Regions from separate parts of the Mus musculus genome. Here regions 1, 2, 3, 5, 6 and 7 are each linked to region 4. Evidence: chromatin contacts called from public HiCAR-type, HiChIP or PLAC-seq and promoter capture Hi-C data. All regions are on one chromosome and are shown on one strand. Each heading gives the region's core, a stretch centred on a gene start, on an enhancer-like site or on the middle of the called end of the contact. The rest is flanking DNA. Distances are from core to core; before and after follow the strand shown. Region 1 holds the start of Eppin (epididymal peptidase inhibitor). Region 2 holds the start of Fitm2 (fat storage-inducing transmembrane protein 2). Region 3 holds the start of Gdap1l1 (ganglioside-induced differentiation-associated protein 1-like 1). Region 4 holds the start of Ywhab (tyrosine 3-monooxygenase/tryptophan 5-monooxygenase activation protein, beta polypeptide). Region 5 holds the start of Wfdc9 (WAP four-disulfide core domain 9). Region 6 overlaps Gm14317 (predicted gene 14317). Region 7 has its middle 25 kb from the start of Pigt.

Region 1 (3,178 bases), core at 504-3,003, 600 kb after region 4:
GCCTCTGGGCCTTCGGATTTGAGAGTGCAGGGAAGCTCATGTTCAAATTTGCTCACGGTGAAGGAAGCCTTTTCTTTGCTCCCGTTTCCATCACTACCCACTCTAACCTCTTCAACACTCCTCCATACCTTCTTCCCTCCATCCCTGCTACCCCCCAGCTGCTGGGGCAGAACTTTTCAACACTGGTGACAATCACCTGTTGGCCATGGGAGCTGCCCTGTGCTTTGTGGAACCTTTAACAGCCACCTTGGCCTCATGTACTAGACATCCTGGGCACTCCATCCATCTCCTAACAATCCAGACACTCTCCAGACCCTGGGAATGCCTCCTTGGGAGTAGACCCTTTCCACTACAGCCTCTGTTTCCTTTGTTCTAGCTATTCAGTTATGTCGTGTTGCTGTTTTCCTCTAGAGGGCAACATTGCACAGTGATTCCTCCCCCACCTGCAGCTGGGTTTTGGAATCCTAACTCTGCCGGGAGTGTGTGTGTTGTGGAGGAGAAACAGGATCCTAAATACATTGTATACAATTTTCAACGGGTTAATACAGGTGTTATCGTAGAAAAATCTTTAGTTGGTTGAATGCTGGTAGCCTTGTGATGGTGGGCACATTCTTTAAATTCTGTGTCTTCTAGTTTCAAAGAGGGAAGTTTACGGACAAAGAGCTATATACAACTAAGGGGTGCTAAGTTCAGGAGAAATAGTCTTTCCCAGGGAAGACCCCCCTAATTTAATTGCTTATCCAATACCAAATGGTCAGCCCTGAAATCATATACATACAGAAAATAATAAACAGACACAGCAGGCTGTATTTATTTAGGCTCTCTCTCTCTCTCTCTCTCTCTCTCTCTCACACACACACACACACACACACACACACACACAGATAACAGCAACAATTAAAGAAAAAGAGGCCGTAGTTTCAGACGGAGTGGGAGCAGGTATGTAAAAGGAATTGGAAGGAAGAAAAGGAAGGGGAAAATTATATTTTAATGTTTAAAATTCCAAAATTTTAAATTAAAAGAATAAAACAGGAGTGTTGATAGGACTTCCTCTCGTAGAGTTCTTGTGAGGATTAAATGAGATAGTGAACACAAGCAAATGTTAGCTAATACCTGCAGAGCGGTCACCGTGGGGGGAAGCTTTACTCTGTCCTGTTTCTTCACCACAAAGCTGTAGGGCCAAAATTCGTTTAAAATGAAGAAATCAAGTTCCAGAGAGGACACGTGGAAATTAAATATTTTGCTCAAGATCACCAGGCTACCAACTCTGTACAACCCACCAACTCTGACCCCAGAGCCCCCAGACAAATATGTCTGTCTACTTCTTTAAGAGGTGAAAGGTCTTCCCATTAATGTTGGAACCATAACCCTTCCTCACCTCCCCTTTTTAAAGGGACTTTGAAGGTGTTTCCCCAGACCCCTGTCCCTGTATCAACACAGAGGTCGTTGTAACACTAAGAGACCTTATAAGTATCTCTCTCCTCTCCTGAGCCACACCCAGGAAGGAGCTGTAGAAAGGTGACCCACACCTGAGGAATTGTTCTTTGTCTCTTCCTTCCAGTAAACTTCCCTTTCTCCCAGACAACACTAGAAAAAAACAGTACTTACTGGGAAACAGCAAGTCAGCTAGACTAGGTCCCTGGACTCTTGCAAGCAGGCCAAATAGCACAAGAATGCTCACAAATCCAGAAAGCTTCATTCTGGCGAGGGGCTGGCCTGGCTGGTAGTTCTAGAACATGGAAATGTCTGCTGCCTTCGCCCATCCGATTCTCTCAGTAGGCTGTACCTTGGCTGTAAGAGCTGGAGAAAAGCCAGTCACCTACTATCTTGCTGGGAACACCAAGTTCTCGAGATCATAAGTGGAGCTAATGACATTCACAGCCCACATCTATGGAGAAAGCCTTTCTGCTTGGACTGCATAGGGCTAGCATTCTGGTCAACCAGGGTAGTGCCCAAAGTGTACTCTACACCATCCATGCTGCACTGAGGGTCAATGCTGTCCTCTTGGGCCTTCATCTTGATAACTCAAAGTTAATGTGGCATGCCCTCTTTACCATTAATTTACCACTTTTAAAACACTCACTCCGTTAAGCACACTCTCTATTGTCTTAATATCTCTTCATGTTTATTCCCATGGTAGGTCCAAGGTCTCTGTGTTCCCTTCTCCCTCTCCCACAGTTTCTTCCCACCGTTTTCCCATTTATCATCTCTCAGGGACACTTTTTTTTTTAAATGAAGGCCAAAGAGTAAAGAGTTGCCAAAGAGAGCACAGGACTGGGGAGAAACCAGGTGGATAACAGAGTCTTTAGATAGCATTTGTCACAGTGTTGTTGAATGTTGCAGAGCGCAGGGAGCCTCCACCACATGACAGAGTGTTGCCTGAGAAGACACTGAAATAAAGACACGGGTCTGAGAGACTACAGCTGAATCAAGGACAACACTGTAGAGCTGCTGGATACTAAGTGTGCTGTCAGAAGAAGGGTGCACACGTGAGCAGCCCCCTCCTAGTTGTGCATCTCCAGTACCAGCTGCTGAACACTGGGCTAGAAGGCAGAGAAGCTCTCTGCGAAAGGGAAAATATTAACAGCCAGATTCTACTTTCTTTCCCTGTGCTGGTAACATATTGTGCAGGTCATTGTTCTCAACTTGTTTTATGTGATAGCTAAGCACACAGCCTCATCATCGGGATCAGAGGCAGAACCCCCATGGAAATCCCATATCAGCAGATTTGCAATGTCACTTAAGGATTATTTCTCAAAAATGCTAAAATGATTTTGCTGGGGATTAAGCCCAGATCTGCATAGGCTGGGAGACACTCTCCCATGGACCTACAGCTCAGGTCTTAGAAATAGAATTTCTACTAGACAACCTGATCTTCTTGGACTTCTGTATTCTCTCAAAGACAGCCAGCAGGCGAAAACTTGGTGTTTCTAATCTGAAAGACCCTGGGGTATTTTATCTTGCAGCAGGATTATGTGACCCAGAGCAGAAAGGATTCTAACAAGTATCACCCAGCCAGTGAATGTGCGAGACAGGATTCCAGGGCACCGAGTCTGTGAGTCTCCACCTCAGGCCACTGGCTGGTGATGAGGATCTAATTTATTGTAGACTTGAAGGAAAGAATTGTAACCCTAGTCCGAAGGGAAACAAAAGTAGCCCATGTCAGTAGAGACAGGCT
Region 2 (3,207 bases), core at 144-2,643, 520 kb before region 4:
CACTGCCAGTTCCCTCCCATTAATCAGCATCATGTCTTGGAACAAAACATTAGAATCCATGGCTACCCCTAAACAATTGGCGTGCCAGGCTGCTGGGCTCCTGGTTCATTAGGCCAGATACAGCAACATCTGCCATGTCTGCCTCCTCTGAGCTCATGAAAGGTGGCTGACCTGGAGATCTGGGCAGAAAACACCCACCAAAGAGATCTGGAACAACTACCACCCTTACACTCTATTCTTAGACCAGCCACTACGAGTGGGGAAGGATGAAGGTGGGCCAAGGACAGGGCTCTTCTTCCCTAGGTTCCAGTAGTTTCTCAGACGCCACCAAAGGGCCCATTACTAAAACCTTCACAGGCTTGACAAGGAAAGCCTCGTTAAAACCAAGGTCTGTCAGAAACCTGACTCAGTTGCCCAAAAGAGAAAACCGGGTTTGAAGTAGATTAACAAGAGAGGCAGATTGTCCACAAGCTGGAGACACTCACTAGTCTGAAGCATTAAGCTCACATGGATGGAGCAATTTCATCTTCCAAACTCCCTGTCTAGCTCCAACGGAGTGTTGTGCAATAAACTTACGATGTAAGTGTTTCTAAAGGACTAGGAAAGAAATAAGTGGAGTTTGAGAGATGTCCCAACGAGATCGGCTGGGGTTGTTTTCCTGGGTGACTGCCATGCACTTTAGAGTACTGAGAAAGTCCAAGGAGATCCAGGAGAAAGGTCACCAGAGTGAAAGGTTTCACGCTTGCTTCTACTAACATGGGGCAGGGATGGCAAAAGCTCTTGGGGTGGTGGGTGGGTCTAGAGGTGGTTCTTTAAGTCAACGGTGGGATTTTTGCCACAGTGGTTAAGAGAGGGGTGTCTGACTAGCCGGCAAGAGGAAGGTGACATCTCCCTGAACAGGACAGGGGCAAGCGCCTAACTCTGGGGGCGGGGGAATAGCCGCTCCAATGTACCCACTGTCACTTATAACCCACCCGTCACCGACTCGATCCTCCTATCGGAATGCTCACATACTAGGCGCGAATGTCACTTGCTTTCCCAGGGTCCCAGTGTCGCGACACGCGCGCGGACGCGCCTGTCAAGACAGGGCTCCCTCCCGATGACTCGCCTGCCCCAGCATCCAACTGGCTTCTTGGGGCGCGGGGGCCCGGAGCCCGATGCACTCACACGTTGAGGACGTTGCGCTTGTTGCTGAGGTAGCTCTCGGGCAGCGGGGACAGCTCCTTGACGACCGAGCCCGCCAGCATGGCGGCCACCAGCGCCCAGGGCAGGTGGCGCCGCACCGTCGCCCTCACCAGCGTCCCGCGGAGAAACCACGCGCAGCGCTCCAGGTGCTCCATGCCGGTCCTTCTCGGCTACCGTCCGCCTTCCAGAGCCTTCTCGGCCACCGTCTTACCCTTCGCCCGAGCTGGCACCACCACATCCCCTCTGGGCGCATGCGCGCTTCCTGCAAGCTCCGCCCCCTAGAGGGCGTGTCTCCCTCTAGTGGCCTTGATGGGTCTCTGCAGAGTGCAGGTCTGCATTTACCTGCGCCGCTTCCACTCATCGCCCCCAAGCTACTGGCTGAGATCACTGCAGGCTGCTCTTTGCCTGGGCAACCTGCTCCCCTCATGTTTGTGGGATGGGATTCTCGCTTTCTTTATCTGCAAAACAAACAAGAGACCCACCTTTCTTAAGAGCTAGTTTGGGAGTTCCGTATATTGGGTCAGTTATAGGGTTTTTCAGATGAAATTTCTTTGCAAAGTCATTAATAAATTTAAATCTTATTTACTTGTTTTGTTTTCAGACTGGGTTTCTCCAAGTAGACCTGGCTGACTTGGAACTCATTCTGTATAACCAGGGTGGCCTCGAACTCAGAGATCCCCTAAACTTGACCTCCAGAGTACTGAGATTAAAGTCATGTGCCACTTCGGGTTTTGAGACAAGTAAGGGCACTTGTTGCCAAACCAAATAACCTGGATTCAGTCCTTGGGATCCACATTGTGGAAGGCAACTCCCATAAGTTGCTCTCTCCACATTGTGGAAGGCAACTCCCATAAGTTGCTCTCTCTCTCTCTCTTTCTCTCTCTCTCACACACACACACACACTAAATAAATAAATAAATACAGATAAATAGATAAGTAAATAAATGTAAGAATGAATCAGCTGAAAAAAAAAAGGATGAATCAACTGTGTTGTTGACTGAACATCTTGGGCTCCCAAGGTTTGCAGAGCTCACATGAGGTACTGGTGACTCAGTCACTCAGTTTTGTCCCTTAGCTAAGCTCCTAGCCCGTAATGTTAGGTGTCAAAGTCAGGGCTTCCCAACCATGAGTTATTCCTTAGTGACTGTAGTTTATAGATTAGCACTTTAAAATCAAGGTGAAAACTCAAACCCATCACTTTCTAATTATTTTACTATGTTCTATTATTATTTATGTTCTTGTTTGTCTATTTTGAAACAGGATCTCTTACGTGACCCTGGCTGGCCTGGAACTCACTTTATAGAGAGGGCTGGTTTTGAACCTGTGTTGTCTTCCTGTCTCAGCCTCCCTCTTGGGTGCTGGGATTACAAGCATGTCCCATCACATCTGGTTTATCTATGCCTGAGCCTACCTGTATCCATTGTGCCTCCCGGGAACACCTCTGTGCTCTCTTCTCCCTTCTGTGATATCACACAGGAAGCTTGAAATCAGCCACAATAGAAGTATTTGCACTAAGGAAATTGGCAAGTGCTACAAATCAGGCCTGTGTTCTGTCATCACCTGTCTTCGTTGAGCTGTGACTCCATTTGTCAATGTGTGGTTGAACTGAAATCACAGGTGAACCGTGGAGACAAATGTCCAGTAAAATCAATAACATTGTAAGCATCGGCGAGTTATATTTACAGTGAGGAGTGCCATGGGAGCTGGGACTGTAGTTCAGTTGGTAGGATGCTTGACTAGTGTGCACGAAGTCCTGGGTTCAATGCCTCGCACTGCATAAACTCTGTGTGGTAGTACCTGACTGTAATCTCAACACACCAGAGGTAAAGGCTCAGCCACACAGTGAGTTCAGGGCAAGCCTGAGATACATGAGACCAATCTTCTAAAAAAAGAAAAAAAGTGTTGTGTGTTTCATTTTCATGTACACCACTCTTTATGCTGAGAGGTTTTTATTTTAGAAAGTTCTTAATAAATGTATATATGTATATACTGATATATTTTCTCCAGGAGAGCTCATTATAT
Region 3 (3,476 bases), core at 501-3,000, 560 kb before region 4:
GCCATCGCCATCATCCTTCACTGGGACAGAACCCAGCTTCTTTGGCCTTCCAATCCAAAGACTAGTAGCTCCCTAGGCCTGCAGAGCCCTGTTAGAAGTGCTGAAACTTCACCCCCACAGACTAAGCAGCTTCTGAGCTCCCAGGTTCTCCAGCATGCAGACAGCTGCTACAGGACCATTCAGCCTGGTTCGTGGAAAGCGATCTAATAAAAAACCTGGGGAGACCAATTAAACAATGAGACTCAGAAAAAAATGCAGCTCCAGGCTCCTGGCAGCCATGGCATAAAGGAAAGAAAAAGTTCCACAGAAGTTCGCTTACTTTAGTAGAAGAAAAAAATAAATAAATAAAAATAAAAATAAAAATAAAAATAAAAATAAAAAAAAGACCAGCCACGTCTTCAACACTGTCTGTGAGGTGAAGTGTCCAGGACTCCGAAACAGCAAACAGTGAGGCCTGCTCTCCCAGTTACACTAACTCATAAGAGCAGGGTTCGACAAACGGGCTCACGAGACAGGGGTTCTTAGTAAAATTGGCCTACATAAGTACATTCTGTGACGTTTGCAGACATTGCCCAAGGATATATTTCTTATAACTTCTCCCACTCTTTAGGGGCCAGCAACTGTATTTTTCAACTACTATCTCGGGGTCCACTTCTCAAAGGTAAATTATGACATTAATAACATTCATATTCTGGGACTGAAGAGGTGGCTCAGCTATTAAGAACACTGGCTGTTCTTCCAGAGGACTGGTGTTCAAATCCACATGGTGTCTAACAACTGTAACTCCAATTCCAGGGGATCTGACACCTCTTCTGGCCTCCGAGGGCACTAGACATGCATCTGGCACCCAGACATATTCATGCAGACAAAAACACCCATACACATACAAATAAATAAATATCTAATAAAATATTTTCCAGGGGAAGCATGGGTATGCTTAGGTAACCTTACCTAAGTTCCAAAGAACATTTAAAATCTCCTACAGGAGAGGCACAAGGGCTGTCTACAGACTCCTACCTGGCTACATATCCTAGGGTAATGGTGTCACCTAGGATCCCACCAATGGTACCCCTCCTCACCTGGGAAAGTCATGTCTACATAGCTAAGACACATGATTCCTTTAAAGAGCTTGAGTTGCTGCTTGCAGGACTGCTGAATCACGAGCCAGTCCCGTCCTGTATGAAGCCAGCCTTGAGTTTGAATCTCAGCTCCACCAGTTAGCAGCTCTATGACCTTGAGCAAGGTCACTTCTCCTCTGAGCCTCCCTTTCTTCCTCTGTAAATCAGGCCAAAGGGGTAGACCGCTGGAAAGCCCTTAGTGCCTGTGCCTGGGCAGAGAGAAAGTGCCGATGTGGTTAACAAATTACAATTCATCCCCTTCTGCTGTTGGAAACCCTTTAGGAAGGGGAACATCAGAAAATGGAGTTTCAAATAAAGCTATCTCCAGACACTACTTGTGAAAAAGGGTTAACAGACCTCTATACTGCCATTTATCTAAACTAAGAAGTGTTTCCGCAAGATTGAGAGGCACAAATGCGTAATTATGGTGAAGTCTTTGGCAGGTGACTGACCAACTGTGAGCGCTCTGGGGGGCTTGGCCCGGGTTTCTGCAACCTTCCCTCCCTAGGGCCCTCAGGGAGGACCTCCAGCTGGGAGGAGGAGGAAAGAGCCCCGGGATCCCCTTGCCCCTCCTCCTGCACCCAGTGAGTAATGACATCGCGGGGAGGGGGAGGAGGAAGAGGGGCAGGCTCGAAGAGGCCATGTGATGCTGGGCGCCAGCGAGCCGCTGCCGAGCCGCCTCCTTCCTCCTTCCTCGGATCGCGGGCTGTCATGGCGACCCCCAACAACCTGACCCCCACCAACTGCAGCTGGTGGCCCATCTCGGCACTGGAGAGCGATGCAGCCAAGCCGGTGGAGACCCCCGACGCGCCCGAGGCATCCAGCCCCGCCCATTGGCCCAAGGAGAGCCTGGTTCTGTACCACTGGACCCAGTCCTTCAGCTCGCAGAAGGTAGAGCGGGCGCGGGGTGCGGACAGGCGACTGGGAGGGGACCGGAGAGAGAGGCAGGTAGCACCGGGGGTCCCCGGAGGGAACTGTCCTGAGGGGCCGCAGAGCCCTGCCCCAATGCCAGGAGCATCTCCTTAGGCCTCGTTTCCTCCTGGGGACACCTGAACAGAGAGACAAAGGCCGGGGACAGACCTGCCCTGCCGGCAAGCGGCCTGATGGGGCTGAGCAGAGGAAGCCTCACTTTAGGCCAGCTTTCATCCCATCCACTGTTCCAGACACTCTCGGGCCACAGCTCTGAGGCCCTCGTTCTAGCAGGGGTCTTCTTCAGTCAGGGACTTAGGAAGTCTTTCCTCCCGCCGTCACCCTTTCTCAAGAGCTGAGAAGGAAGGAGTTAACCCATCCCCTCAGAGCAGCTGGCTTGCCCATCAGATTTGTTTTGCTCTTAAAGGCACAGACCGGCTTTGGCTCCTTAGACCACTTAGAACACTCCCCTCCTTTCTAGGGTAGGGGCAGTTGAAAGTACACCTTAGTACTGTCACCGGGGTTTCCGCTTTGTAGGAGTGAGATTAGGCTCTGCGCCCAATACCTGGTGGTTCTAAGGGACTCAGTCTCCCACCCTGCCTGGGTAGCAGTCCTGTCTGTAGCCAGTGGGTTCAGCACCATGGCCAGAGCCCAGAACTCGTTCTAAGGCATAGCTGTTTGTTACCTGACTACCCCAGCTCCCCACCGCCCTGTCCCATGCCTTCATTTTACACATGGGGGCCGGCAAGTATTGCTGAAGATAAATGCTTGGGAAAACAAAGACTTGGATTTGTGTTTTGGTCCAGGTTAAGTTTTATAACCTGAAAAATGGGATAGTGATAGAGGTAATAATAGCCACCAGGAACTTGAACCCCTCAGTAGAGTTTCTGGAGGGGCTGTTTAAGGGGTGACACAACAGTACTCCAGGCTGGCTCTACTCACACCCCACTGTGCCTTGAAATCACTTCATGATCCTGGCTAAGACACAGCCTGCCAGAATCTGCCCCAGATGGCTGTTAGTCTAGAGGCCCACCTAGGTGATACTGAGAAAGTTGGGCTACCTATCACTCTTTGGTCTCCCAATTTAGAGTCCTTGAGTCTGAGATTAGCCAGGGAGAGCCCAGTGGGAGAACCATCTTCTTCGCTGGCCCACTATGAAGCTTTGGATGCCTCGGTTTACCTCTCCAAAGGCTAAGCGCTCTGATCTGTAAAGTGGAATAAACATTGTCACTTCTGCAGGGGAGCTACCGTGAGGATGATGTGAAATTGTGTAGAGAGAGTGTTGCTGTTGATGCCTGGTAAGGGATGGAGGGTCTGTTGATAAGGGTGTGAGGATTTGTTAAAGTGTTAGGGGGTGGAACAGGGATCAGCTCAGTAGCAGAGCTTGTGCTTAACGTGAACGAGGCTCTGGACTCAAATCTCAGCATCAAAATAAAAATTGCTAGATAA
Region 4 (3,443 bases), core at 542-3,041:
TGTAAGTACACTGTAGCTGTCTTCAGACACACCAGAAGAGGGCATCAGATTTCATTATGGATGGTTATGAGCCACCATGTGGTTGCTGGTATTTGAACTCTGGACCTTCGGAAAAGCAGTCAGCCCTCTTAACCACTGAGCCATCTCGCCAGCCCTACACAATGCACTCTTAATCTCATTCAAGTTAAAAGTTGTTGTACTTGGTTCAGGACTGATGTGGTCTGCATCTAAAGAACAAATGTCTGTACAAAAGACTTGAAAATGACCTTTATACCCTAGAAAGTCTGTGTATACACACCCAATCTGAAGTAGACAGCCACTCCATAGTCCCAGCTACCATATAGAAATGTAGACAGCAGTTTTCTGTCCATAGAAATCTGATTTGTATGGTTCTGAGTTCTATAAGAAAGCAGGCTGAGCAAGGCAGCATCTCTCCTCCATGGCCTCTGCATCCGTTCCTACCTCCAGGTTCCTGCCCTGTTTGAGTTCTTGTCCTGACTTCTTTGGTAATGAATAATTTGGCCGTGTAAGTCAAATAAACCCTTTCCTCCCCAGCATCACAGCAATAGAAACCCTAGCTAAGACAGCAGCTAACTCAAAGTGTTTATTCATTCTGGAACAGTACATTGGGAGGATGGGGAGTTATATAAATGAACTGGGGTGCTGATAATGGGTAAGGACAGAGCTCTGATTGTCTCGCCCAGGGAACTATTAAGTCGGAGCCATCAGCGATGGGTTTCAAAGCAGCGGACACAGAATGACATTGAAAAGATCATTTGGTACTTGATGGGGGCAGGGCTGGAGAGTCAAGCGGTGAATTTGAAGTCTGTCATTAAGCTAAGTGAGGGTAAAAGGAGAAATGACAAAGGCCTATTACTTTGTTCTTTCTCTAAAAACTGTAAGCTTCAAGACGCAAGTCTTGCTGTACTCCCCAGCACTCTGAAAATTGCCACACGGAATTTGTGGGAAATGAACGAAGGCGTGGTGGTGGAGGTATTTTGAAGGGCTAGACTTAAGGGTCAACAGGCTTGAGTGAAGTAGTAATAAAATTTAGGTAACACTGAAAGCCGTTTGGGGATCCCAGGGTTCTGTCTCTGACGATTTCCCTTTGAAGGATACTTGGGGACCAGGGAATCTCAACGAAGAACTGATGTACACTGGTTTTTTTGTTTTGTTTTTCTGTTTTTATTAAGACCTTGGAAATGTTCTGTTCCTGGTACTTCATGAAGCGTCCTTGGTCTAGGAAAAGAACAGTAAGTACCTTTTAGGACTGAAAGGTGAACTAACTGAAAATGGAGGGCTGTCTGTTCTCCTTTAGTTACAAGCATTCCCTTAACGCACAGCTAAAAGCACTGCTAGGCTCTCCGACCCCGTGAGAATTATTTTCAGGGTTGGGTAGGAACAGACGATCCTAGGCTCAACCAAGACCGCTCCAAGCTTCCGAACCCTGCCCTCCCGGAGCCCGCCCTGTTCTCACACATCCCAGCCCTGGGGCGGCCACCTCGGCCCCGCCCTCTCTTCTTCCTCCTTTTCCTGCTCCCCCGCCCCACTTCCTTTCCCTGCGTCCGCCCCCTCCTCGCTCCCACCCAGGCTCTGCGTCCTCCCACGACCGCTCCCTCTTGGTCCTCCCTGACATCCCCTCCTCCTGGCTATCACCGCCCTTTTCAGGAGGACGGAGCAACCCCGTGCCTCATTCACCCAATGAGGAATCGACTCAGGGTGGGGCGGGACTTGGGCTAGAGCGGAAGTGGTGGCCAGAGCGGAAGTGCAGCTGCCGCCGCCGCCACCGCCGCCGCCGATTCCGGAGCCGGGTAGCCGCCGCCGCCACCGCCGCCACTGCCCCTACGGTCGCTGCCACCGCCGCTGCCGCCAGCCCCGCCTGAGGAGTGAGCCCGGGAAGGACGCAGTCGCTGCCCTCTGATCTTCCCGGAAGCGCCTTTGCTCCCTCCAGTCCTCCGCGGTGAGTGCGGCGTGGCTCCCAGGGGCCCCAGCCCAAAGCCCCTTGTCGGGCTGCGGCCAGGCTCACTGTCGCCGCCAGGCTTACTGCCGCCCCTCCCCGCTTCCGGCCAGGCCTGCGCCTCCGCGGGAAGCCCGGGCTTCTCTCTCGGCGCGCCGTACGGGGTGCGGCCAGGCCTGCGCGGCTGGGGACCGCTGGGCCGCAGGCTCCCCCCCTCCGGCACCATCTCTGCTCGGCGCCGCCCCTGCCTGCTCCCTTCGGGCCCCGAGCCATCCTTCTGGGCCTGTCAACCTCTCTCATTCTTTGTGGCTTTCAAAAATTGAAATGTTAGTCGAAGGCGGGCGAGTTCCCGAGCCGCGACGCCCCTGCCGCACTCCCCTGGATGAGTAAGGGTTTAACCTTGGCGACAGCTGGGGCGAATCCCTCTCCCACTTTGCAGTAAAGCTGTTTCATCATCGCTGGTGTGGGAAACCCAGCTGGACCCGAGATTCCCTGACAGCAGGGTTGAGGTTTGAATTAAGAAATGGATTTATCTGAACCTTTCACTGACTCAAACCGGATTCCCAATGGGGTGGGGGAAGATCAGGCTGAGAATTGAGTCTTTTCTCTTGATATTTGTCGTCTTTTACTGCCAGAATCTCGTGTGTCCATGCCCCAAATTCATCCATACACTTTTTTGTGGCATATATATATATATATGTGTGTGTGTGTGTGTGTGTGTATATGTTATATATTGTTTGAAATTTGTCTAGTAACCTCAGTGTTTGAGGAAGGAGTAGGCAAGATGTGGACCCTTTTTTGCAAGATGAGCGCATCTGGGTCTGTTGCAAATGGAGAACATGCGTGCATCGAGGATTCCAAAGGTGGCAGCGTTGGTGAGAATTTGCCAACCTCTGTAAAAATGCATGGCTCATGTCCTTGCCTTCAGTACATTTTCTCTGGTGAGACTAGATAGCACTGGACTCTTGATTTTACTTGCCTGGTGTGGGAGGTGGAATCTGGCAAGATGTTACAAATCTCTAAAATCCCGGGAGCCGGTGCAGAAAGGTGTAGCGCTTAAGAGAATATGAAAATTACATTTCTCACTGTATCTCAGGTGTTCCTGTGAAACCATACAGACACACAGTTTATGGGACTGAACACGTGCTTACTCAGCATCTCACATCTAGCTGCTGGAAATTTATACGAATATTACTGGGATCTTGGTGGATTTCTCTTGACTGCCTCCAGTGCAATCCATTTCTTTGGGTTGCCCGAGTCTTTTTAAAATTTTTTTATTTTATTTTAAGATCTATGTCCTTAGCATTATATAGCCGGCAGATACTGGTTTGTTTGTTTGTTTGTTTTGTTTGTTTGTTTGTTTTTTTCATCCCCACCCAAGTTAGAATTTTAAGCATGACCTTAGAAATGAAAGGCTGGAAATTCAGTACTAAATGCTAAATTATTTTCTTAGCCTCTGCCTTCTAACTATAAGAAACCATTCACC
Region 5 (3,464 bases), core at 337-2,836, 660 kb after region 4:
GGTGATGCCCAATGCCCTTCCGTTGCACACTGCTGGTATTCTTAACCATCCCAGAGAAGGGGAGCAAGGACACCCCCAACCCATATCACAAGGATGATGCTGACACAACTCCAGGCACAAATTACCTAAGCCAGCCGTAAAACTCATGCTTTACACTCCCTTGTCTACAGGTGACAGCAGACTGACAGCTCTTTTGTCCAAATTTGGAACGGAGCACAAAAGAACAAAACAAAAAACAAAACAAAAAAAAAAAACAGAGTTAGGGTTGACTTTTGTGGTAGCAGAGTTTTGGGCTCAGTTCAGGAGCTACGTGTCAGCTCACAGACTATTTCTTTGGCACTCTCTCAAGTGAAAGCACTGGGCTGTGTTGATGTAGCCGGCACCTCTGTGTGGGCTGGGGACACTGTGTGTCTTCCACAGCTTTATCTCTGATCCAGAACTCCTCGGCCACTGGGTACAGAGTCTTTCTGAATCATCCAAGCTCACCTACAGGAAGGGAGTCAAAGGCACCTGCCTCTGTTGGTAGTGATGTTTTTTGAGAAATGGTCTCACCATGTAGCCCAGGTTTGACAGCCCTCTTGCCTCAGCCTCCTGCACGTTAGAACTGCAGGATCGTCTTCGGCTTTGGGTCATGCATCCTCTTTTACTTCGCATCCTGCTCAGTGTTGGTTCTCCTTTGATGGGCCAAGTACAAGCTAACACAAACGCTCTCCAGGTTTCACAGAGGTAAAGAAACTGGATAGGGAAGGTGTTTATAAAAGCTAAATGGCCCTCTAGCAAACAAGGAAGGAAACAGAGGGATCAACCCTACAGTCGGGATCTTGCCACAGAATCGTTGCTTGGTGGATGGAGAAATGTGTTCACCAAATGCCTGAGAGAAGGACAGTAGGAGCTGGAGAGGTGACACAGGGGTAAGAGAGACTGCTGGGCAAACGTGGGACCTGAGTTCAGATTCCAGCACTCACATTTAAAAAAAACCCTAGCAGTGCCACATAGACCTGTAGCCCCAGTGTTAAAGGCAGATGGGAAAAGGGAGCATTAGCCACATAGGCAGGATGAAAAATGGCAATCTCCAAGTTCAGTGAAAGACTCTATCTCAAGGGGATGAGGTAGGGAGTGACAGAGAAGGGTACCCAATGTCCTCTTCTGTTACACACACACACACACACACACACACACAGATACACACACACAGATACACACACATACAGATACACACACACACACAGATACACACACACACACACACACACACAAAGAGGTCTAGCACTCTCAAAGAGCAGACTCCTCTCAACTTGGCCTACAGGATTACAGGTGTGTGTGTGTGTGTGTGTGTGTGTGTGTGTGTGTGTGTACACTGGTGCTCTGCACAGTATATGCTAAGACTGCACACACTTGGCCAAGGAGGACGAACCGTACAAAGACAGAGCTCGGGGTTTGGAAGCCCCAGTGTGACAGTGTGGGAACACACTGAGGGGAAACTGATGAGGAGGAAAATGGTACCTGCTGTGGTTTGTAGTCTGTTCCCCAAAGGTTCCTGTGCTGGAGCCGTGGTCCCCAGAGTAACAATAGTAAGAGGGATATAACCTTTAAGAGGTGGGGCCAAGCCGGAGATATGTAGGTCCTCTGGTATGCAGAGATGGGGGTGTGGGGCATGAAGGTGGGCATATTGGGGACTGAGAATTCAGAGGCAGTGGGTGGAGAAGGTTGAGAACGGATAGGATCAATACACATTATACACAGGTATGAGGTTGTCAGAGGATAAAGAAAAGATATTTTAAAAAGCCAGGAACAAAATTTCAGAGTCTTTACGGTGCTGCGGATGGATCTGGATGTGCAGACTGTAACCATCTCCTGGGCACTCCTCAATCCCTGCTCATCCCTTCCTTGCCTGCTGCCCACAGCCCCACCTTGCTCAGCCTTGAGCATCTTGCAGAACATCGTGAATTAGGACATACATGATGGTGTGTGTGTGACATAAGTGAAATCACTGACGGAAAGGCATCTTGGGAGACGGTTACAGGATTAAATAAAAAGGGCAGAAGATGGGTCTGAGCCAAAACGAGACTCTGTGTGGCGTGCCCGGGGAAACTGAGATAATAGCGAACCAGGATCGAGGCTGGAAAGGCGGCTCGGTGGTAATGAGCACCTGCTATTCTCGCAGAGGACGGGGGTTCAGTTCCCAACTGTGGATAATGCTAGTTCCAGGGGATCTGATGTCCTGGTGTCACGTGTGGCGAGCACGCGCGCGCGCGCACACACACACACACACAGACACACACAGAGTAAATCTTTTTAAAAATGAGTCTATTTTATGGACACTAGAGGTAAACATCAGAATTCCTCACCAACCCTAAGACTCACAGCTTCAGCTCCAGACAGCCCGGCAGGACCCTGAGAGCCTTCTGTTTCTACCAACAATCCCGGCTCTGGCTCACAGACATTTGCCTCCAGGTCAGCTTTATCTGCAAACACTTTACTCAATCTCCTGAGCCCTAAACTATATATATCGTGAGGAAATTATGTTAGCGCGAAGAGGGGGCTGAAAGAGATCTCGTTTATGAGAAAAGCCACAGAGAAAAAGGGCAAGGGGCAAGAAAAGGGGAAGAAACAGGACGGCTACTGCTCTGCCCTGATTTGGCCAGCAGAGGCAGTAGAGAGGCCCCGTCCTGCTGTGGGAAAGTCTGCCATCCAGACTAGATCTGAGCTCACCGCCTGGGTCGCAGTTATGCTGTCCAGGAATCTGCTGCTCTTCCTTGGTGTGCTGTTGCTGCTTTCCCTAGCCGACGGAGGGGTCCAGCGAAGGCAGAGATATGAAGGTAGGTGGTTGGATGAGTAGGGTTTGTGGGTAGCTGGCAAGGAGCAACTGAGAACAGACCCAGAAGGGATACGACTGCATACTCTGCTCCGCAGTACTGTCCTGACTCTGGGTGACCACGGCCCCTCAGCTATGGTTCCGGACACAGTGATAAGGTGCACAGTGAACGTGCGATTCTCACCCTTTGTTCCAAAGATTCAGAAACAAACGGTGATGGAAGGGGCCCCATGGTTGAAAATCCAGGGGGCAAACTTTCGTACTTGGGAGGGCTTAAACTCTCAGAGGTGTTCAGTGGGGAAGAGGGGTGTAGAAATGGGCATAGGTGCAGAAACCAAAACATTGATCATGAAAGAGGTAGGGATGGAGTTGCCACCTGGGGTGGGGGGTGGGGGTGGGTAAAAAGTAAATGATGAAGAGGACAGAACACTTCACTAGACAGCAAGACAGCAGAGGAAACAGAGAGGCTGGAGGCCGATTTGTTAGCCTCACGGACCCTGAGAATTCTAAGGAGCTGAAAGGGTCCGTGAACTACCTCCGGTTTCTATGAGCCGGGTAAGAATACACATTTCACAGAGATGGCGCCATTGCGGCTCTTTCTACTAGGAGAGATTGGTCGTGGGTGTAGGTATGAGGAAGAGGAAGAGGG
Region 6 (3,424 bases), core at 182-2,681, 560 kb after region 4:
TGTGCATGTGTCGCGGCTGGAGGTCAGAGGACACCTTGGCAGAGCTGCTTCTCTCTGCATCCCGTGGTCTCTGGGGCTTGAACTCAGGTTGCCAGGGCTTGTAGGGCAAGCGATTTTAAGTGCTTATAACCCTCTGAGCCATTTCAGAAACCCAATACATTAACTTTTATTTTTAAAATTTTATTTATTTATTTATTGAAACAGGTTCTCACCTTTTAGCCCTGGCTTGCCTGGGCTGACTTCAAACTCAACAGATCTGCCTGCCTCTACTTCTTAAACTCTGGCATTAAAGGCATGCCTCACAATAACATGCAATTCTTTTTTCTTAAAAACTCAGGAGTATGTGTGGAATGGGGTGGGTGGGTTTAATATTGATATAACCGAAGCCATAGGAACAAAAGGTACCGTCAAGTGTCTTTTGATTGATGGGCTGGGCTCCCGCCAGCTAGTCACTCTGCCTTACCAAACCACAGGTTTTTAATCTGCAGAATAGGAGTGATGTTTCTGAATCCATAGTACTGCTAAATAACTGCAAGCTACTTTCTAGTGAGCTCCAGGGCATGCCCACTCCACAGAGCACGGATTTAAATGTACTGGGACCAGTGGTTACTAGGAACAACGGGTCAGTAGAGCACATGGGACAAGGAATGATGGTTTCTCTCATAAGGAGAAAGCATGCCAGCTTAGCTCTATGACACAGCATTCAGAATGTGGCTGCTTCTCCAGCAGCATCTGGAATCTTGCTAGAAGTGTGTACTCTCAGATTCCACTCAGACCTGTTCTGGAGGTGATCTCATGTAGCCCAGGTTGGCTTCAAACTTGCTATGGAGTCAAGGATGAGTTTGAATGTTGGATGCTCCTGCCTCCCTCCAGGTGTGTACCACTGGGATGCTCCTGCCTCCCTCCAGGTGTGTACCACTGGGATGCTCCTGCCTCCAGGTGTATACTACCAGGATACTCCTGCCTCCCTCCAGGTGTGTACCAAGAGGATGCTCCTGCCTCCAGGTAAGTTCCACTGGGATGCTCCTGCCTCCTGGTATGTACCACCATGCCCACTTTATGGAGCTCTGGAGACGGAACCCAGGGCTTCCTGTATGATTGGCAAGCAATCTACCAACTGTGTTATAATCCTAGTTCCCCACAAGCTACACTCGAACAAGCCCTCCAGGTGACTATGGTGCAGGCCCAGTTCTGAGGGCTGTGTTCTGAGTGATGATTGCTTTATGAATCTTAGGACTTGCTGCCAGATCCAATACTATTTCTGAGAGAATTGAGAAGGTTCTTTTCTTTATGTGAAACTCCATTTTTAAACATTGGCAACTAGTTCAAAATTTCGAAACGAACCGTGTGAGCTAATAATATACGGGCTCCAGCTGGATCTGCCACCCCCTGCTTTCTGCTCTTTTCTTTCATCCTCTGAACAGTCAGTCCTACAAGATGTTGCAATGATGCTTGCTTTGTGGAAGACGTCGTAGATCCTGAAGGTGAAGCACTGCTCTGAGCCACACGCCAGAAGCCATTCACTCCTCACTCGCAAGCCCATACTGGTGCCCCTGCTCTTCTTGTGTATGCAGAAGAGAAACTGTATGCCAGCCCAGCTCAGAATCTGTCACCCCCAAATAAACCCGACCTTAAGAACCTTCCTTCCCATCTTCTACCTGCCTTCCCCTCCCCCTCACACTAATCCACATTCCGGTAAGAGAGGGGCCAGTCAGCCAGGGATCCTATGAGAGTTTGGGAGGGGTTGGACCTGATGATACCCAGTCCAAGGAAGCTGGAAGAAATTCGTGTGCGGCCGTGCCCAGGAATAAACATTCAGTAGCCATTTGGTCCACAGGCTAAACCAGTTGTTCACCAAAGTGTCCTCCATGTGCCCTGGGTTTCAGTTGCCTGCCTACAACCAACCGTGACCCCACCTAGCTCTTACCTTCCTTGCGGTTGACTTTCTCTGAGCTCAGAGTAAATAGCCTCAGCCCCTCCCAACAATGGCATGTCTCCGGTCCCCGCCTGGGCCTGCAAAGCTGGAGGAAACCTTTTCGGGCCACTTTACCAACGTCCTTCTTTAGCTCAGCGGTTGGATGCACTCATGTCGGCAAAGGCTACCCATCTGACTTAGAGCTTTTAATGTTGCAGAAGTCTCTCGTCTCCAGCAGCAGAATCCTCCGGGGCCTTACAGACTCTCGATCCCAGGAGCCAGAAGCCGCTTACAGGGTGCTTCCTGTGTAACTCCCTTAGTCATTGTTTTGGCATTTGCAGGCCCAAGTCCCCTGTTATAAAGCAGAGTGGGCCCTCACATCCTACCTGACATTTTCTCCTCGCAATACTTGTCTTAATTTTTTTGTTTAATTTTTTTGTTAATGTTCTAATTTTTAAAAAAAATAAATAATATATCTTTATCACATTCTCCCCCTCCCCCGACTTCCTGACCCTCCACACTATCTTCCTACCCACCCAACTTCCTGTTCTTTCTCTCTCACCACCCTCCCGCTCCCCCCCAAAAAATTGAAAATCAAATCAAACAAAAAACCCGAGAGAGACATAAAATGCTGAAACAAAACAAAAAGAACACACACACACAAAAGAGTTCATTTTGTGTTGGCCCACTATCCCCTGGCATGGAGCCTGTCCCAGAGTATGGTTGATATAGCCAAGCAACACTGCATTGGAAAAAACTCTCTCTGTCTCTGTCTCTGTCTCTGTCTCTGTCTCTGTCTCTGTCTCTGTCTCTGTCTCTGTCTCTGTCTCTGTCTCTGTCTCTCTCTCTCTGCAGGTGCCTATGGCAAATAGCTCAGCTAGCTTCTTAGTTAGGGCTGGGACTCGATGCCCACTTCCTTTCTCAGCACAGGGATTTTGTCTGCTGTGAACCTGTGCAGGTGTTGCTTCTGCTGCCCCGGCCTCTGTGAGTTCTTACGCGTATCGGATGATACATGTTACACCTGGAAGATTCTGCCCCCTTGGAGTCATCTGTCACCTCTGTCTGTCATTGCCTCTTAGTGAGGTGACCTTGGGTACCACTGCTCTCACAACTGTGTCATACTGCCCAAGGACGGCAAGAGAAAGATGCCAGAGAGCTGGCCAAGAAAGATGAAGTCACAGAAACAGATCCTGGGGCAAGGCTGACAAGGAGCCCAAATCCAGGTCAGGATGTGCTCAGCGGGACCTAGTCCAACGACAGAGCTCTGTAAGAAAGGTCCTGACTACGAGTTTATGATCACCTAGTCCAACAGCAACAGAGCTCTGTAAGAAAGGTCCTGACTACAAGTTTATGGTCTTTGAGATGCTAATCTTGGGGTTCCCTGGTCAGGAAGCCCTTCGGGAACAATTTAATAAAGGTCTTATCAAACTGCTTCAAAACACTGAACCCCAGTAACTTACATCAGAAACACAATGTGTGGAGAAGGCCCAGCCACTGGCAAAGATGCAC
Region 7 (3,509 bases), core at 953-3,452, 530 kb after region 4:
CACCACGCCCAGATTTTCTTTCTTTCTTTCTTTCTTTCTTTCTTTCTTTCTTTCTTTCTTTCTTTCTTTCTTTCTTTCTTTCTTTCTTTCTTTCTTCTTTTCTTCTCTCTATCTCTCTTTCTTTCTTTTCTTTCCTTTCTCTTTCTTTCCTTCTTTCTTCCTTCCTTCCTTCCTTCCTTTCTTTCTTTCTTTCTTTCTTTCTTTCTTTCTTTCTTTCTTTCTTTCTTTCTTTCTTTCTTTCTTTCTTCTCCTCTTGCTCTTCTTCCTCCCCCTGAGACAAGGTTTCTTTATGTAGCCCAGGCTGTCTTGGAACTTGCTCTGTAGACCAGGCTAACCTTAAACTCAGAGATCTGCCTGCTGCTGCCTCCCGAGTGCTAGAATTAAAGGCAAGTGCCTCCATGCCCACATCTGCAAGGTCAGAACCTGCATGGAAAGAGACCTCAGAGGACTCTTACACATCTGTGAAGTAAGTGCTTCTGCTGAGCCTTTTGACCCCAGCAGCCAGAAGCCTGAGCCAATGAAGAGCCAGGCAACAGATGTGACCCTGCCTCCTCTCCTTCCTCACTCCTCCCCAGTCACACCAGTTCCCCTCAGCTTAAGTTTGGAAAGTCTTGTCAGCCCTCTGGCCACACAAGAGCCTGGCCAGGTCAGGAACAAGGCTTGCTTCTGCTCTGACGCTGCATCAGTTCTTGTCCTTTTGCTCACCCTAGTGGCCGGGAAGGGTGACACCAGCAACCCATGGCTCACCTCTGTGGTCAGAAAAATAAGGGTGCTTCTCTCCTGGGCTGATCCTGCAATCTCTGCTCACTCTTTATCCATGCACATCTTGTAGGCAGGACAAACTGTAGGCCAAAGGTTTCGTGGGTGGGTTGGTGTCCCCACCATCCAGTGGAAGTCATGCGTGGCTACAGGAAATGGCTGTTTCAGGTTCCATATCCCCTATTGATATGAGCCCCCCACCCCCATAGATTCCTGGGAGTTTCGTAGGAGACAGGGGAAGGAGGGGAAGCTGAAATCGGGATGTAAAATTAAAAATTAATTAATTAAAATAAATAAATGAAATGAATAATAGAAACGAGGATGCTTCTTGGACTCAGGAGGCAAGGGGAGAGCTTGGGGAGAGTCAAGCTCTATCTGGATATTTAAACTTTTAAATATTTAACCCATCCATCAATTAACTTTGAAGTGTATTCTTTCTCTGTAGCCTAGGCTGGAGAGGCCTGCAACCCTGCTTGCTTTAGTCTCCCAAAGGCTGAGACTCTTAAGTGTGTACCACCAGTTCCAGGTTCTCCCTGGACTTTTCCTGGAGAATCAAGAAGTTTTAGCTCTAAGGACACTTCAGGACTCTAAGAAGTTTATCTAATCAAGCACTCCTCAGAAAGCCTAGGAGGACCCCCAGCTTCCATCCGAGGCTGTCTGTATTCTTTGTCGCTGCCCTTCCCTGGCTGCAGTCCCTCCCTTGAACCTCACTGTGGTATGATAGAAAATAAAACAAAACAAAAGAGAAGAAAAACAAATATTCGAGCTCTGTCACCAGTTCCCAGAAAGGTTCTCCAGGGACTCGCCGCATTTACTGGTTTGCATATGCTAATGAGATGACTCAAAGCTGGAGCTGAAGAGCCTCCGGATGTGGGCTGGTTGCTGAAAACCCGCAGACAGGTGGTTAAAGCTTTAGCAATTTCAACCCCGCCCTTCATAATCTCCAAAGAAGCCCTGGACTCCTGAGATGGAGTTCAATTACCAATAGCCAATGAGGGACGCAGTCATACCTACGTAACAAAACCTCAGTAAAGCCCCTAGCTTGTGGGTTTGGAAAACCTCCAGGTTGGCAAACACAACCCTGTGGTTGGAGGGAGGCGCTCCCTGGAGACACCGTGGGAGCTCCCTTGCCCCGTGCGTCTCTACATCTGGACTCTTTTAGAGTTGTGTCCTCTAATTGTAACCTAGACACTGAGCGAAGTGCCTTCCTGAATTCAGCAAGGGGATTATCAACCTGAGATGGCTTGTGGAACCCCAACTTTTAAATACTCAATAGTCAAAACTAAGACTAGCCCCTGGTACTCACAGTGGTACCTCGTAAAAGCATCTGGCTTGCCAGTGGCTCAGTTTTCATCACCCAAGGCGGCAGAACTGTGTGGCGGCCACTACCTCAGAGACTGAGAAGAGTCTTAGAAGAGTCTGGCGGTTTCCAGCTGCTTCCTGAGCCCTTGGGCTGTGGGGTGGAGCCTTTGGCCGTGCATGGTGGCACACGCCTTTAATCCCAGCACTACAGGAGCCGTGGGAAGGAGCTAGTGAGCAAGCTGAGAATGGGGTTCGGTACTCTAAATCCAGGGACCTGCCTGGAACAGTTTTCTTTGGTGTGACTTTATTTAAAAGTGGAACCTAATGATGACAGAAGTCCCAAAGCCACAATCTCATAAAAAGCATGGATTTCAGTCCTTACAAAAATAGGACATCTTCAAAATTCATGGCAACCATTTCCCCAAGGCAATAACTGTTCCTTTAAAAGTATCGATCTGCTAAGGCTGTGTCATGTCTGTGTTCTATAAGTACTTATTCGCTTTTTAAAAACCTATCACTCGTGTGTATGCCTGTGCAATGTGAATGCATGTGCATTGTAAAGCACAACTCTGAACGTTGTAGTGGCAATTTTTTTTTTCCAGACTGTCCACAGCAGCTGATTGTGATTTGCCTCGTGCTCTAGCAAGGGCAGAATTTTTCCAACTGTAGATAGTTTCTGCAATTGTGTGATATTTGGAATTCTAGAGCCCCAGTAGGTGGGGTGGTGGGTTGTTGGTTGGTTGCTTATGGTTGTTGTTGGTCTCAGTTTGTTAAGTAGTCATACACAAAGAAAAAGAAAGAAGAAATCGGATATCCTGAGGGCAAGGATGAAACTTCCTCCAAGGAACTCCACATCCCAATCAGCAGGAAGTAGTCTAATGGTAACATCACACCCTTTTTCTTCTATCCTGTTTTCTCTCCCCTCTAGTGTTAAGGAGTTGAAAGGGTGGGAAAGGGGTGAAGGGTGAAAGAAAGAAGAACCCATAAAGTAGCAAAGGCTACAGAAGATTCATTCTCCTTTCACTGTGTGCCATGGGAGTCAAGCCCAAGTTGTTCAGTGTGGGAAGCAGGTGCGGCTGCATGGGCCAAGATGGCACTCTGGCCCATTGCCAGACCCCGTGAACCCCGCATGTTTACTGCCTTGCCTGAGCATGCGCAGTGAAAAAGCATGCATATTCCTCGTGATCCGGATCTGTCAGCCTATCTGTGACCTACCTGAGCTCGTGCCTGGTGTGTGTGTGATTCTGATTGGATGAGGTGGTGTGGAGCAAGATGAGGTCAGTTGCCGTGAGTATAGGAGAATAGCCCTTGCTGCAAGAAGGAGGAGTAGAAGAGGCTGCTGGGGAAAGAGCTGTAAGGGGAAAAGCACCAAGTAAAGAAGTTGCTGCGTGAACCCGCCTTGGTGTCTGTGTCGTTCTTATCTCTGTGGGTCAGAGACAGTGGCAAGT

What was found. Promoter capture Hi-C pulls out the DNA fragments that hold promoters and counts their contacts. HiCAR-type assays count read pairs that join an accessible place to other places. HiChIP or PLAC-seq counts read pairs in DNA pulled down with a chosen protein or histone mark.
Region 1: a promoter capture Hi-C map of hippocampal neurons shows a contact between it and region 4, with 4 times the contacts expected there. The contact joins the promoter of Eppin here to the promoter of Ywhab in region 4. A contact is called at or near these places in 4 of 39 promoter capture datasets (the 3T3-L1 cell line, cranial neural crest, hippocampal neurons and 1 more) and 1 of 115 datasets of contacts at active chromatin or transcription factors (large pre-B cells).
Region 2: a contact with region 4 is called in a promoter capture Hi-C map of 3T3-L1-derived adipocytes, with 11 times the contacts expected there. The contact joins the promoter of Fitm2 here to the promoter of Ywhab in region 4. A contact is called at or near these places in 11 of 39 promoter capture datasets (the 3T3-L1 cell line, 3T3-L1-derived adipocytes, the C10 cell line and 5 more), 1 of 15 datasets of contacts at CTCF or cohesin (the NIH/3T3 cell line), 4 of 484 Hi-C or Micro-C datasets (B cells, CD4 T cells, erythroblasts and 1 more), 2 of 115 datasets of contacts at active chromatin or transcription factors (embryonic stem cells and large pre-B cells) and 2 of 9 other capture datasets (adipose tissue and liver).
Region 3: a contact with region 4 is called in an HNF4G HiChIP or PLAC-seq map of pancreatic cancer cells. The contact joins the promoter of Gdap1l1 here to the promoter of Ywhab in region 4. A contact is called at or near these places in 5 of 39 promoter capture datasets (the C10 cell line, cranial neural crest, erythroid cells and 2 more), 4 of 484 Hi-C or Micro-C datasets (CD8 T cells, the HPC-7 cell line, liver and 1 more), 3 of 115 datasets of contacts at active chromatin or transcription factors (large pre-B cells, microglia and pancreatic cancer cells) and 2 of 9 other capture datasets (adipose tissue and liver).
Region 5: a contact with region 4 is called in a promoter capture Hi-C map of liver, with 3 times the contacts expected there. The contact joins the promoter of Wfdc9 here to the promoter of Ywhab in region 4. A contact is called at or near these places in 7 of 39 promoter capture datasets (the C10 cell line, hippocampal neurons, liver and 3 more) and 2 of 115 datasets of contacts at active chromatin or transcription factors (bone marrow-derived macrophages and large pre-B cells).
Region 6: a promoter capture Hi-C map of hippocampal neurons shows a contact between it and region 4, with 3 times the contacts expected there. The contact joins the enhancer-like site here to the promoter of Ywhab in region 4. A contact is called at or near these places in 4 of 39 promoter capture datasets (the 3T3-L1 cell line, hippocampal neurons, liver and 1 more) and 1 of 115 datasets of contacts at active chromatin or transcription factors (pancreatic cancer cells).
Region 7: a contact with region 4 is called in a HiCAR-type map of astrocytes, with 2.3 times the contacts expected there. The contact joins the enhancer-like site here to the promoter of Ywhab in region 4. A contact is called at or near these places in 3 of 39 promoter capture datasets (the C10 cell line, neutrophils and pre-B cells), 3 of 484 Hi-C or Micro-C datasets (CD4 T cells, neutrophils and uterus) and 4 of 115 datasets of contacts at active chromatin or transcription factors (astrocytes, bone marrow-derived macrophages, embryonic forebrain and 1 more).

The regions. Positions count from the first base shown.
Region 1 is chr2:164,591,818-164,594,995 of GRCm38.p6, forward strand. Eppin (epididymal peptidase inhibitor) reads right to left here and starts at 1,754. Exons shown (of 4, transcript NM_029325.2): 1 at 1,609-1,754. The coding sequence starts at 1,699.
Region 2 is chr2:163,471,236-163,474,442 of GRCm38.p6, forward strand. Fitm2 (fat storage-inducing transmembrane protein 2) reads right to left here and starts at 1,394. Exons shown (of 2, transcript NM_173397.4): 1 at 1,168-1,394. The coding sequence starts at 1,340. 2310001K24Rik (RIKEN cDNA 2310001K24 gene) reads left to right here and starts at 1,310. Exons shown (of 1, transcript NR_028122.1): 1 at 1,310-1,768.
Region 3 is chr2:163,436,717-163,440,192 of GRCm38.p6, forward strand. Gdap1l1 (ganglioside-induced differentiation-associated protein 1-like 1) reads left to right here and starts at 1,751. Exons shown (of 6, transcript NM_144891.2): 1 at 1,751-2,009. The coding sequence starts at 1,830.
Region 4 is chr2:163,993,406-163,996,848 of GRCm38.p6, forward strand. Ywhab (tyrosine 3-monooxygenase/tryptophan 5-monooxygenase activation protein, beta polypeptide) reads left to right here and starts at 1,792. Exons shown (of 6, transcript NM_018753.6): 1 at 1,792-1,960.
Region 5 is chr2:164,653,380-164,656,843 of GRCm38.p6, forward strand. It overlaps Wfdc9 (WAP four-disulfide core domain 9), which reads right to left and starts at 1,587. Exons shown (of 4, transcript NM_001160414.1): 1 at 1,504-1,587. It overlaps Wfdc10 (WAP four-disulfide core domain 10), which reads left to right and starts at 2,667. Exons shown (of 2, transcript NM_001039501.2): 1 at 2,667-2,819. The coding sequence starts at 2,729.
Region 6 is chr2:164,557,235-164,560,658 of GRCm38.p6, forward strand. It overlaps Gm14317 (predicted gene 14317), which reads left to right. Exons shown (of 3, transcript NR_152178.1): 2 at 874-1,005; 3 at 1,425-2,496. Among named protein-coding and RNA genes, the nearest start is that of Wfdc2, 3.8 kb to the right of the region's middle. Within about 2 kb of position 1,432, at least 58 of the 459 cell types and tissues checked have an H3K27ac peak or open chromatin away from gene starts, as enhancers often do. A contact at or near this core is called in hippocampal neurons and pancreatic cancer cells, where this site is marked.
Region 7 is chr2:164,520,314-164,523,822 of GRCm38.p6, forward strand. No RefSeq gene overlaps it. Among named protein-coding and RNA genes, the nearest start is that of Pigt, 25 kb to the left of the region's middle. Within about 2 kb of position 2,203, at least 218 of the 459 cell types and tissues checked have an H3K27ac peak or open chromatin away from gene starts, as enhancers often do. A contact at or near this core is called in astrocytes, bone marrow-derived macrophages, neutrophils and 3 more, where this site is marked.